Regions from separate parts of the Hordeum vulgare genome. Here region 1 is linked to region 2. Evidence: chromatin contacts called from public Hi-C data. All regions are on one chromosome and are shown on one strand. The core of a region is the stretch at or near the end of the contact, and the rest is flanking DNA. Distances in the headings are between cores, read along the strand shown.

Region 1 (4,977 bases), core at 798-3,297, 120 kb before region 2:
TGCCACACCACCTTAACACTCTACCCAGATTCAAAGCGCAAGGGTGTGTCATTATATTCAAAATGGAAACAGAAAATTTCTATTAGTATGGCACCTGTACAATGTTAATTTGTATTACATTCACAGCTCCATCAAGCGGCAGGCGTCAAAGACCGCCTAAGCCATACCAGTATGCATTGTAGAACAGAACTACCTGTAGTAGACTATGGAGCTATTTGGTTCCCAGACAATCCCAAATATATTTTGTTCAGGCGCTCCACAGTTGCTGCTTTAACACCCTTAATTATCCACATGACACAAAAATCATAGATTCAGATTTTCTGTTACAAGTTGCCACAAGTGTGGGACTGAATTTGCAAACCACACTTTGCCCCAACATGGTTGTGGCAAATAATTTTGACCCAGACAATCCCAAATATTCTTGCCAAGCTTTGCTAGAAGTGTGGCAAGAAAAGTGTGGTAAGACTTGGAAGCATTACTTGGTTACCAAGACAGTATCATGCGGCACACTTCTGAGATATCTACTTAATTAAGGTTCTAAACCATGATATAGAAGCAATTAGAAAATTTCGGTAAAGAAGAACTGCGACCATCAATTATTCACAGCCCAGGAGAGACCAAGCTGACAAAATTTAATTCACCTTATTTTCCTAACACTATCAGTACCAATAAGTTATGGTAAGTTTAAGGCCTTGTTCAATTGTACTATTATTAGTCCCCAAAACCCCTTTGTACCTTAATACCTAGAAACCAGACCATCTTGCCTTGATGTTGATCAGTTTACCACATCAATCAAACCTCTAAGCCTCACAATTGCTAGTCGCCATATATGCAGCAAGCACCATGACCTAATTGCCCGATAGTCAAAACTACTGCTACGGTACTCCAATGCTTATAGCAACCAATCATATACAAACAGCAGGTGTGAACTGAAGATCAGATCCTCATATTAGCTTTTAATAAGGCATGGAATCTGTACAATAAACCTCACCTTCCCCATTTCGATGTACACCGCTGCTCGGTTAGTGAGGTAGGAGATGTCCTCGTCATCAAGTTCCATGGCCTTTGTGTAATGCTGGATCGCCGTCTCGAAGTCCTTCTTCTTGTACGATGCATTCCCTGCCTCCTTCTCCTTCAGAGCAGCAGCTTTCCTCTCCTTCTTCTCCTTGTCCTCATCAGACACCTCCATGGGCTCCGGCTGTGGCTCAGGCTCCATCTCCCTCGCCTTTGTCTCGGGCTGTTGCCTCTGCTGCTGCGGTGGTGGCTGCGACGGCGAGGAGGACTGCGGAAAATCGGAGTCCTGGGGCGTCTGGATCTTGATGTTAAGCATGAGGCTGAGCACCTGCATCATGCGCGGGTCGGATAGGAACATGTTGAGACTGCTGGGATCCCGCTGCACGTCCCGCAGCATCTGCATGAAATCCGGCTGGTCGAGGTAGGCGCGCGTAGCGGGGTCGGAAGCGATCTTGGTCCAGAGCTCGGGGCCCTGGAACATCTGGCCGATCGCGTCGGCGCCGCCAGAAGGCGGGCGCCGCGGCGGGGCGGCCGCAGCCTTCTTGGCGTCAGCGAGGCCGGCCTTGAGGCCCTCGTTGCTGGGATCGAGGGCGAGGCCCTTCTCGTAGGCGGCGGCGGCGCTGGCCGCGTCGCCGAGGCCGAGGTGTGCGGCGCCGAGGCGCGAGTAGCCCTTGGCCCAGTCGGGCTTGAGCTCGACGGTCTTCTCGGCGTCGGCGAGCGCGTCGGAGTAGCGGTGGATCGAGGCGAGCGCCGCCGAGCGGTTGGAGTAGAGCACGTGGTTGGCCGGGGCGAGCGCGATGGCGTCGGAGAAGTGCCCCGCCGCCTCCTCGAAGCGGCCGGCCGAGAAGGCCGCATTACCTTTGGCCTTCGCCTCGTCGGCCATGGCAGGCGGTCCGATCGGATCGGGGGCGGGCCGGGGAAGCTTCGAGAAGGCTTGGCGGCTGGGTGGAGGAGGACAAATCCTGGGGTTAGATGGGGATTAAGGCGGAGCAGCAGCAGCAGAGTTTTCTAAAAACCGGGGCCGGGCCGAGCTCGCTCAAGGGTTCCGGAACCTTCCCACGGGAATAAAATGCACCGTTGGTCCTTCAACTTGGTGGCAATGTCCACAACGGTCCTTGAAGTCACAAAGTGCCCCAAGACGGTCCTGCAACTTGCCAATACAGCTCGTAGCAAAAAAAAAAACTTGCCAATACAGCGACAATACGGTCCTCGAACTTGTAACACCGGTCCTGGCCTATGTATTCGCGTACGCAGGATGTACACAACAGCGTACTGCACTCACCACATCAGCAGGAGGCCACAGTCAGCTTCTTATTCTTCGTGGGGTACGTCAACATCGTTACGCTGACTTCTTGGAGTAGAATAATTCATCTGTTACATGGATGATACAAGATTGTAATAAACATAGGAACACCAAAACCCTAAACTTCTCGCGGCGCCGTAGGCGATTTAGGGTTTTGACTGTGGTACCGCTTTCTCGCCGGGGCGAGCGTTGTCCGCTGCAAGGGATCGTCGATGACTGCCCCCAATGTCGTCGATGTGGAAGCAGGGAACAGTGCAAGGGAGGGTCGAGACGCGAGGAAGAAACTAGAGGAAACTCTAGGCAAGTTGGACATCTTTGAGAAACATGCCACCCCTCTGGTGATCGACGATCGCGTCGAAGGAAAATCTACCAGATGGTTACTAGCTGGTAAAATCCTTCACCGAAGCCTATTTCATATCCAGACCATCACCAATGCCCTCCGTCCAGCATGGGGACCCACGTGGACTGAAGTTCAAATCAGTTAGATCAAACACGTTCGTAGCTGAATTTGAGACCCAGCGCGACAGAGATCGCGTTTGGAACGGATCGCCATGGCATATAAACAAGCATGTCGTGGTTCTTGCGGAGTTCAATGAATGCATGAGGACGGACGAACTTAAGTTTTCCCGACTCCAAGTGTGGGCGCGGGTAGTGAAGCAAGGGGCGGTGCAGGAGGGGTTGCAGTTCATCGACAAGCCTTCTAGAAGCTTGGTGCAAACCATACATGGGGGTCTCAAATCCCCTGATCGCTTAACCCTTCGCGTTGCGGGATGGTGTCCGCTTCGTTTCTCTTAGGGGTTTCTCTCATGTGTCCATGGAAGTGGATTGCCTAGAGTTGGTTAAACTCTGAAACACTCGTCACAATTCTCACTCAAACTGTGGCTCCTATCCTTCTAGAAATAGGAGAGCTCAATAACATTTTCTCTTCATTTAGCTTACTTCATGTTAATAGATCAGCTAATATTCTAGCTCATCTTTGTGTAAAACATGCTTGCACTTTGAATGTGACCGACAGCTAGCTCGATATAACCCCTAGCTTCCTTGTGACCAGTCTCTTGGCGGACAGTCCTGGGTTGACATTCATATGAAATAAAGCTCTCCAAGTTACCTGCAAAAAAAGCTTCTTCTTCTTCGTCCCCCCTAAAAAAGCTTTTTCTTCATGCTCCTCCTCTCCTCCAGCCCGCCGCATCGGGGACCAAGGCGGCCATGTCCTCCCCGTAGGTAGCCGCCTCCTCCGCTCCCGCGAGCGCCTCTTCCCCTTCCACACCAAGCACAAGGAAGAGGACTGCAACTTGGTGTTCGTGGGCGTCCGAGAGGGGAAAGCCGACGCGGTGGTGTCCGGGTGGATCTCGCGGGGAACACGACACGCGGTTGTGGCAGCACTGGTTCCCACCATAGATGACGCGGTAAGCAGCATGATGTGTGGCACACCAACCGGTGGTCGCCAACCATGTAGCGCTCGTCTTCCTTTCCACTAGGCACAACAGTAGGCACTCGCAAGCAGGGCTCTCTCGATGAATTAACTACATGGAATTTTGAGGGATTTTGGATCAGAACCTGTGTTTTGGGGAACTTCATGTTGGGTAATGTTGCATGGGAAACAAAAAGTTTCCTACCCTCACCAAGATCATTCTATGGAGATCAACATCTACGAGAGGGGAGGTGTATCTACATACCCTTGTAGATCGCTAAGCGAAAGTGTTGAGAAACGCGATTGATGTAGTCGAACGTCTTCGTGATCCAATCACGATCCGTCCCACGATCCAATCACGATCAAGTGCCGAACGAACGACACCTCCTCATTCAACACACATGCAGCTCGATGACGCATTCACCTCCTGGATCTAGCGAGTGGCGGTGAAGTAGAGGTTGAGTTCTCCGGCAACACGACGGCGTGGTGGCGGTGGTGGTGGACCGATCTCGGCAGGGCTTAGCCAAGCACTACCGTGGTCACGACGACAGAGAAATACTACGAGAGAGAGGAGGCATCATCGTGGTTTTTTCAGGTGTGGTTGCCCTTCCCCTTTTCTAGTATATATAGGAGGGAGGGAGGAGGGGTTGCGCCATCAAGGTGGCTTGCCCACCAAGAAAGGGGGCGCCACCCTTGGGCCAGCCCTCTATCAACCCTTGCCCGCATGGGCCTAGGTATGAAGGGGCACCAAGCCCACTAGGGGCTAGAGCGCACCCAACTCAGCCCATGTGGACCCTCCGAGGGTGGTGGACCCTTTCCGATGGACTCCAAAACCCTTTGGGCATTCCAGGTACATTACCGGTGATGCCCCGAAACTTTTCCGATGACCAAAATGGAATTTCCTATATATCAATTTTTACCTCCATGTAACAGCCTGGAACCGATGCTCTAAAAGACCCCCCCTTTATTCCATTGTCGCCTTGTGATTTATTTATTTGTCGCATTCATCATCGCATCATGCGCATCATCTGCATTGCATTGGCACTCTGTTGTCATCTGTTTTCAAAACTTGCATCCATTATTAGTTGCCGGTTCTCTCCATTTTCGTCGTTGGCCATTTCGAGACCAACCACATACGCACGCGCCCGCGACATCCTTAAAATATTGTTGTTTAAAAGTGTGTAAAAAAATCTCAGATTGGGTTGAAACTTGGCGTGCGGTCTTATTTTAATGTAGGTAGGACACCTGC
Region 2 (5,279 bases), core at 1,438-3,937:
TCTTCCATCTTCGAAGAAGGTTAATTTTGATGCTGAAGAACATGCTGATTTGATATTAAAGATGCATGTGTTGACTAAGGAAAACATTGAGCGCATCAATGCTAGATATGCTGGAGATAAGGGTAGAAAACATGTTGTCTTTGCACCTGGAGATCTTGTTTGGTTGCATTTGCGTAAGGATAGGTTTCCTGATTTGCGCAAGTCAAAGCTAATGCCACGTGCTCATGGTACTTTCAAGGTGTTAGAGAAAATAAATGATAATGCATATAGACTTGAGCTACGTGCAGATTTTGGGGTTAGTCTCACTTTTAACATTGCAGATTTGAAGCCATATTCGGGTGAGGAAGATGAGCTTCCGTCGAGGACGACTTCAGTTCAAGAAGGGAAGGATGATGAGGACATAAACACCATTGTTACACCCAGATCCCCCAGCTGCTATACATACTGGACCAGTTACTAGAGCTCGCACACACCAATTGAATTTCCAGGTACTTTTGTTTCTTGAAAATCCTTCTAAAGTTCATGAACATATGATGCTGCCTAAGTTAGATACTTTTGTTGTACTTATGAATGAAGGACCTAGCATGGACAAGAAGGATATCCATTGGAGCGGGATCAAGCATGGAGTAGAAGCTGCACGCGCGGGAAAGATTAATGGAGTTTCCATTAGTGATTTTCGCACTTTGAAGCCACCATAAGGAGAGCATGAAGGCTTGGACGAAATATTCAAGACGTCACTTCATAAATATCGTCCATAGGCTATTATAGGTGTTGTGCCACCTTATTTTTGGGTCAGGCCCATGGAGTTTCGAAATACCACATTATAGGCTATTCTTAGAGTCTGTAAGTGTGGGGAAACTGAGTGAGGGTCGGTTTCGGACCTCTCCTCCAAGGGGTCACGGAATTCCTCCTCTTTTCCCCCATATATAAAGCCCTTAGAACGCCGTTTAGACTTGAGTTTTGTTTAGATCACAAGTTCGCCATAGCTGCAACTTAGCGTTCTTCGTTTGTGTTCCACGGCTAGACAAATCCGTCACGCAACCCCACCTTCATCAATAAAGCTTACCTCTTATATTCATAATATCCAGATTGCAAACTTAGTTTCTTGCTTGTTCTTCGTTTGCGTGCAGGAAACAGACCCTCGTGGTCAGGTTGATCGTGCTCTGGCGTTGTCAATAACCTCTCGGAGTTGGTTTAGCGATTGCGAAGGCGCGACATCCTCACACAATCGTAGTCGTATCGTCAAAGTCTACTCCATGAAAATGATAACCACCATCTCATAAAAAGACAGGGACAACTTTGCCTCTATTATATGATCATTTTGTTGTCTATGTATCCACGCATGTATTTCAGTTCCCAATCAATACAATTATAACACACATAATAAACGATTATCATGAACAAGAAAAATATGGTAATAACTAATTTATTATTGTCTTTAGGGAATATTTTTTGGGGAAAATATAGATCGAGGCCTTCTCCTTTAAACCTTAGAGCATTAACAAGATTTAATGGCTAGAGAAAGATCGGGCAAAAATAAGGTTAAGAGCAATTTGTTGTGCTACTGTTATTTGATACAAATTTTAGAAAGCAATACATGAATTCCCAACATGCTAATTTTATTATTGCATAGGATATTTACATTTAATTTAAATGATTTAGTATTGTGATCACACATAATAATTTAACATGCAAAACACGTACAAATTATTAGTATATAGAAGTACGGATTTAAAGGGCAAGAAACCTCTTTTAAAAATAAGGTAAGAGACAAATTATGACTCATAAATTATATTTTTAACTAGCTTTCTTAGTTTCCTTTGAGATACATGGCTATGGTGGGGACGAGATATTTGCGAGCTCTAGCTGCTTTTTTTTGCATAGATGCGGGCTTTACCTGCTGACATGACAAGTCGGTAAGCTGTGAACATGCATACGTAGGACATGACTGGTGTTACAAGTTTGAGGATCGTATTGACGATGTATTAATAAGTTACGAGACTGTATCAAAGCATTTTGTGAGTTCAGGGACCGTATTGGATTTTGCTATCAAGTTTAAGGACCAACGATGCATTTTACTCTTCCCACGGTCACTTGAGGACAAATTTAATTTTTTTTGACCCAGAAGTGAAAATACTTCACAAACTGAACCACGTTTAAAAAAATTTCACGCAGGTAACCCTTTTGTGTGACGCTCGATGGTCAGGTGCCATACTATACTATGTGACGTCTTTGCCTTAGGCGTCACACAGTGTAGTGTGTCGCCTATGCCTTAGGCACCACATTAGGTTTTAGACGTCACACTACGACAAAGGCGTCACAAAAAAAATCACTTGAATAACTTTTTTTGTGAATAGTTTATTTTACAAATTAATTTCGTTTTTGATCAAATTTTTGCATTTTGCCCCACTGGAGCGACCGGACGAGCCGTTGCGTCGTCGTCTCCCGTTAAGCACTTCCCTTATTGCGCCTTGCACGGTGGGAAGCGTATTCATGCCCTTCTCCTTTTTTATGTTTGAGATAATTCATGCCCTTCTCTTTGCACATGTTAAGTTTCCCATAAGCCCATCATGAAGCCTTGCTTGTCTACAGGCCCGGCCAATGTTTGTTGGGCCACTACTCCATTGTTTCGTTTGGGCTTGTTGACCGGGGGGACTGGGGGGTAGACGACGCCGCCGGCGGAAGGCGACGAGCGGCACCACCACCTGGCACCTCACGCCCCACGCGTCAGTTCTCCAGGCTGCCCGCCCTCCCTGCATGGAGGCGCTGGCGCGGCGAGGCGCCTACTTTACCCCGCACCCCGCGCCGCTCTTCTCGCCCGTACGTTTCGGCTCCCCCGCGCGGTGCTCCTAGACAGTGGTGCTGCTGCGACCTCGCCTGCGCAGACGGATGGCTCCGTGGTGGTGCTTCGGGTTGCTCCTGCTGCTGTGTGCGTTGGCGGGAGCGGACGCCTCGAAGGGGAGGTGGGACCCGGTGATCCGGATTCCGAGGGAGGAGGAGCCCGCCACGGCGCGCGGCGACGGGGGCTCCCAGGAGGAGGAGGAGGACGGCGTCGGGACGAGGTGGGCGGTGCTCGTCGCCGGATCCTCCGGCTATGGGAACTACAGGCACCAGGTGAGCAGCTGACCGCAGCCGGAGATCATAGGCGTGGTGATGCGTGCGTTTGGGCGCGTTGTTGTTGTTGTTGTTGTTGCGTACGTAGCTCGATTTTGCTTGAAACGAGATGAGCGTGACAGCTGAAGGATTGGCGGTCTGTGGAAGTTCTCTTGCGGCAATCAGTGTGCCGTTCTCAATATTGCCGATATTATTGGTGTTGAGATGTTGGAGTTCGCGGATTTGGAGTTTTACACGTTCAATTTTGGGGTTGATCGGTGACCCAAAAGCTCAAATCAAAACTAACCCCGACCCCCCAGTTCTGAAATCAGCACAGTTGTTGGTACTCGGAGGCAGATGCAGAACTTGACAACTCCAAGGTTTTCCTATCCTAGTTATGAACTACCGTACTTAAGAATCGTAAGAATCTCCAAATAGGGACATCTGATGGTCTAATTCGTATCCTGCTATCCCCAACTGCAGTTGTCTGTTTGTTAGGAAGCTCCAGACAGTGATGTTTTGTTTTGTTTGTTCTCTTGATCTTGTATACCACCGCTAGCTGTTTTCAGGAGAGATTCAGTGTCGGTAGCAGCTTGATTATAATGGGGAAATGGTTTCTGTTTTTTAGTGTAAGGGTAGAAACCGAGATAAATTTTGCCACTGAATAAATAATGGTGATGCTGGACAGTAGATGACAAAAGAAATAAGAGCTAGATATTCATCATGTGGATACTTGCACTTTTGATCAGATCGCTAGTGCACACTGGAATTTTGTAGCAGTCCTGGACTGAAAGCGTGATTGAACATTTTGCCTGTTGATACAATAAATATGGGCTTAGATCTTGCTTTGGTTCGAAACCAAGGAGATACCAGCAAACAGCTATGTTTACTGGACCATTTGTTGACCTCTTGATTTGTTTTTGGTGTGTTGCTGTTGCAGGCCGATATATGCCATGCCTACCAGATATTGAGAAAAGGGGGCGTAAAAGAGGAGAACATCGTGGTGTTTATGTATGATGACATTGCCAAAAACGCTCTCAACCCGAGGCCAGGGGTTATCATCAACCACCCAGAGGGCGAAGATGTATATGCTGGCGTTCCAAAGGTATGACTTGGTAGCTTAACTTGGAGTTGAACATTATGATCACTAGTCATCAACCAACTCATTTGCATGAGCGTATTATAATATATTACATGTAATCACGTATATTCAGAATTATTAAATTAAGTAGTTCACAGAAGAACAATTTCAGATTTACCAAGATATGGAAAATCTTCAGGAGGAATTTAAAATTACAATGTAGCAAAATCTCCAAAATAACATTGCATGTGGGCCAATGTATGTTGTTGTGTGCACCCATATAACTCGGCCTCAACATTGTGAATAACTTATTTTGTGTTCTAGCTATTTAGCTACTTACATGATGACGGTCTTACCATTATTTTTGTCTCCTGAATCCTGATGGGAATCGCTAGTATATTCATGGGGAATAAAGAGGCGTGTTATTAGGCTAATACTCCCCCGTTCCTAAATATAAGTCTTCTAAGAGACTCCACTACGGACTACATACGCATGTATATAAACATACTTTAGAGTGTAGATTCACTCATTTTGCTCCGTATGTAGTCCGTAGTGAAATATCTTAAAAGACTTACATTGGGGAACAGAGGGAGTACTTCAATATGTAGGCGTGTTATTATATTGGTTTTGCTAATTAAGTTGTTTGGCTTCGCCAATTAGTTCTTTTACAGCATGTATTTTACTTCATCTCAAAGTTTACCTTTATATCTAAGCAGTTTAATGATTTTTTATCCATGATATATGAATTGAGTTACCTTGATTGTTACCTACTCAACACTATGTCTTGCTCATCCAAATCTGAAGTAGAGTACTTTACTGCAACATCCTGCCTACAAACGGATCGTCCTAACATAGGTGAATCAAAGATGTGTGTGGTCCTATGCTTTGTAAATAGAGTTTCAAAGGGGAAAAGCGCAGCAAATTGCATCCTGCAGCTATCTTATACTATCACTATGCACTATGGAGTTATCTATTGCTTCTGTGCTGGTGGCAATAATCAGCTGGTTCCAGTCCGCCATCGCTAAGGAAAGGCTAATCTTCATTGATAATGATCGCATTATGCTGGATTTGGAAACAGTGGAATGCTGCGGTCTTCTACGGAGTT

Evidence for each region. A called contact is a pair of places that touch in the nucleus more often than the background predicts.
Region 1: a contact with region 2 is called in a Hi-C map of leaf, with 4 times the contacts expected there. The contact joins the promoter of LOC123406222 here to the promoter of LOC123401780 in region 2. A contact is called at or near these places in 2 of 6 Hi-C or Micro-C datasets (leaf and seedling) and 1 of 1 datasets of contacts at active chromatin or transcription factors (embryo).

What each region holds. Positions count from the first base shown.
Region 1 is chr6H:398,106,539-398,111,515 of MorexV3_pseudomolecules_assembly, reverse strand. It overlaps LOC123406222 (hsp70-Hsp90 organizing protein), which reads right to left and starts at 2,047. Exons shown (of 7, transcript XM_045099710.1): 1 at 992-2,047. The coding sequence starts at 1,897.
Region 2 is chr6H:397,983,386-397,988,664 of MorexV3_pseudomolecules_assembly, reverse strand. It overlaps LOC123401780 (vacuolar-processing enzyme beta-isozyme 1-like), which reads left to right and starts at 2,687. Exons shown (of 9, transcript XM_045095631.1): 1 at 2,687-3,114; 2 at 4,034-4,198. The coding sequence starts at 2,890.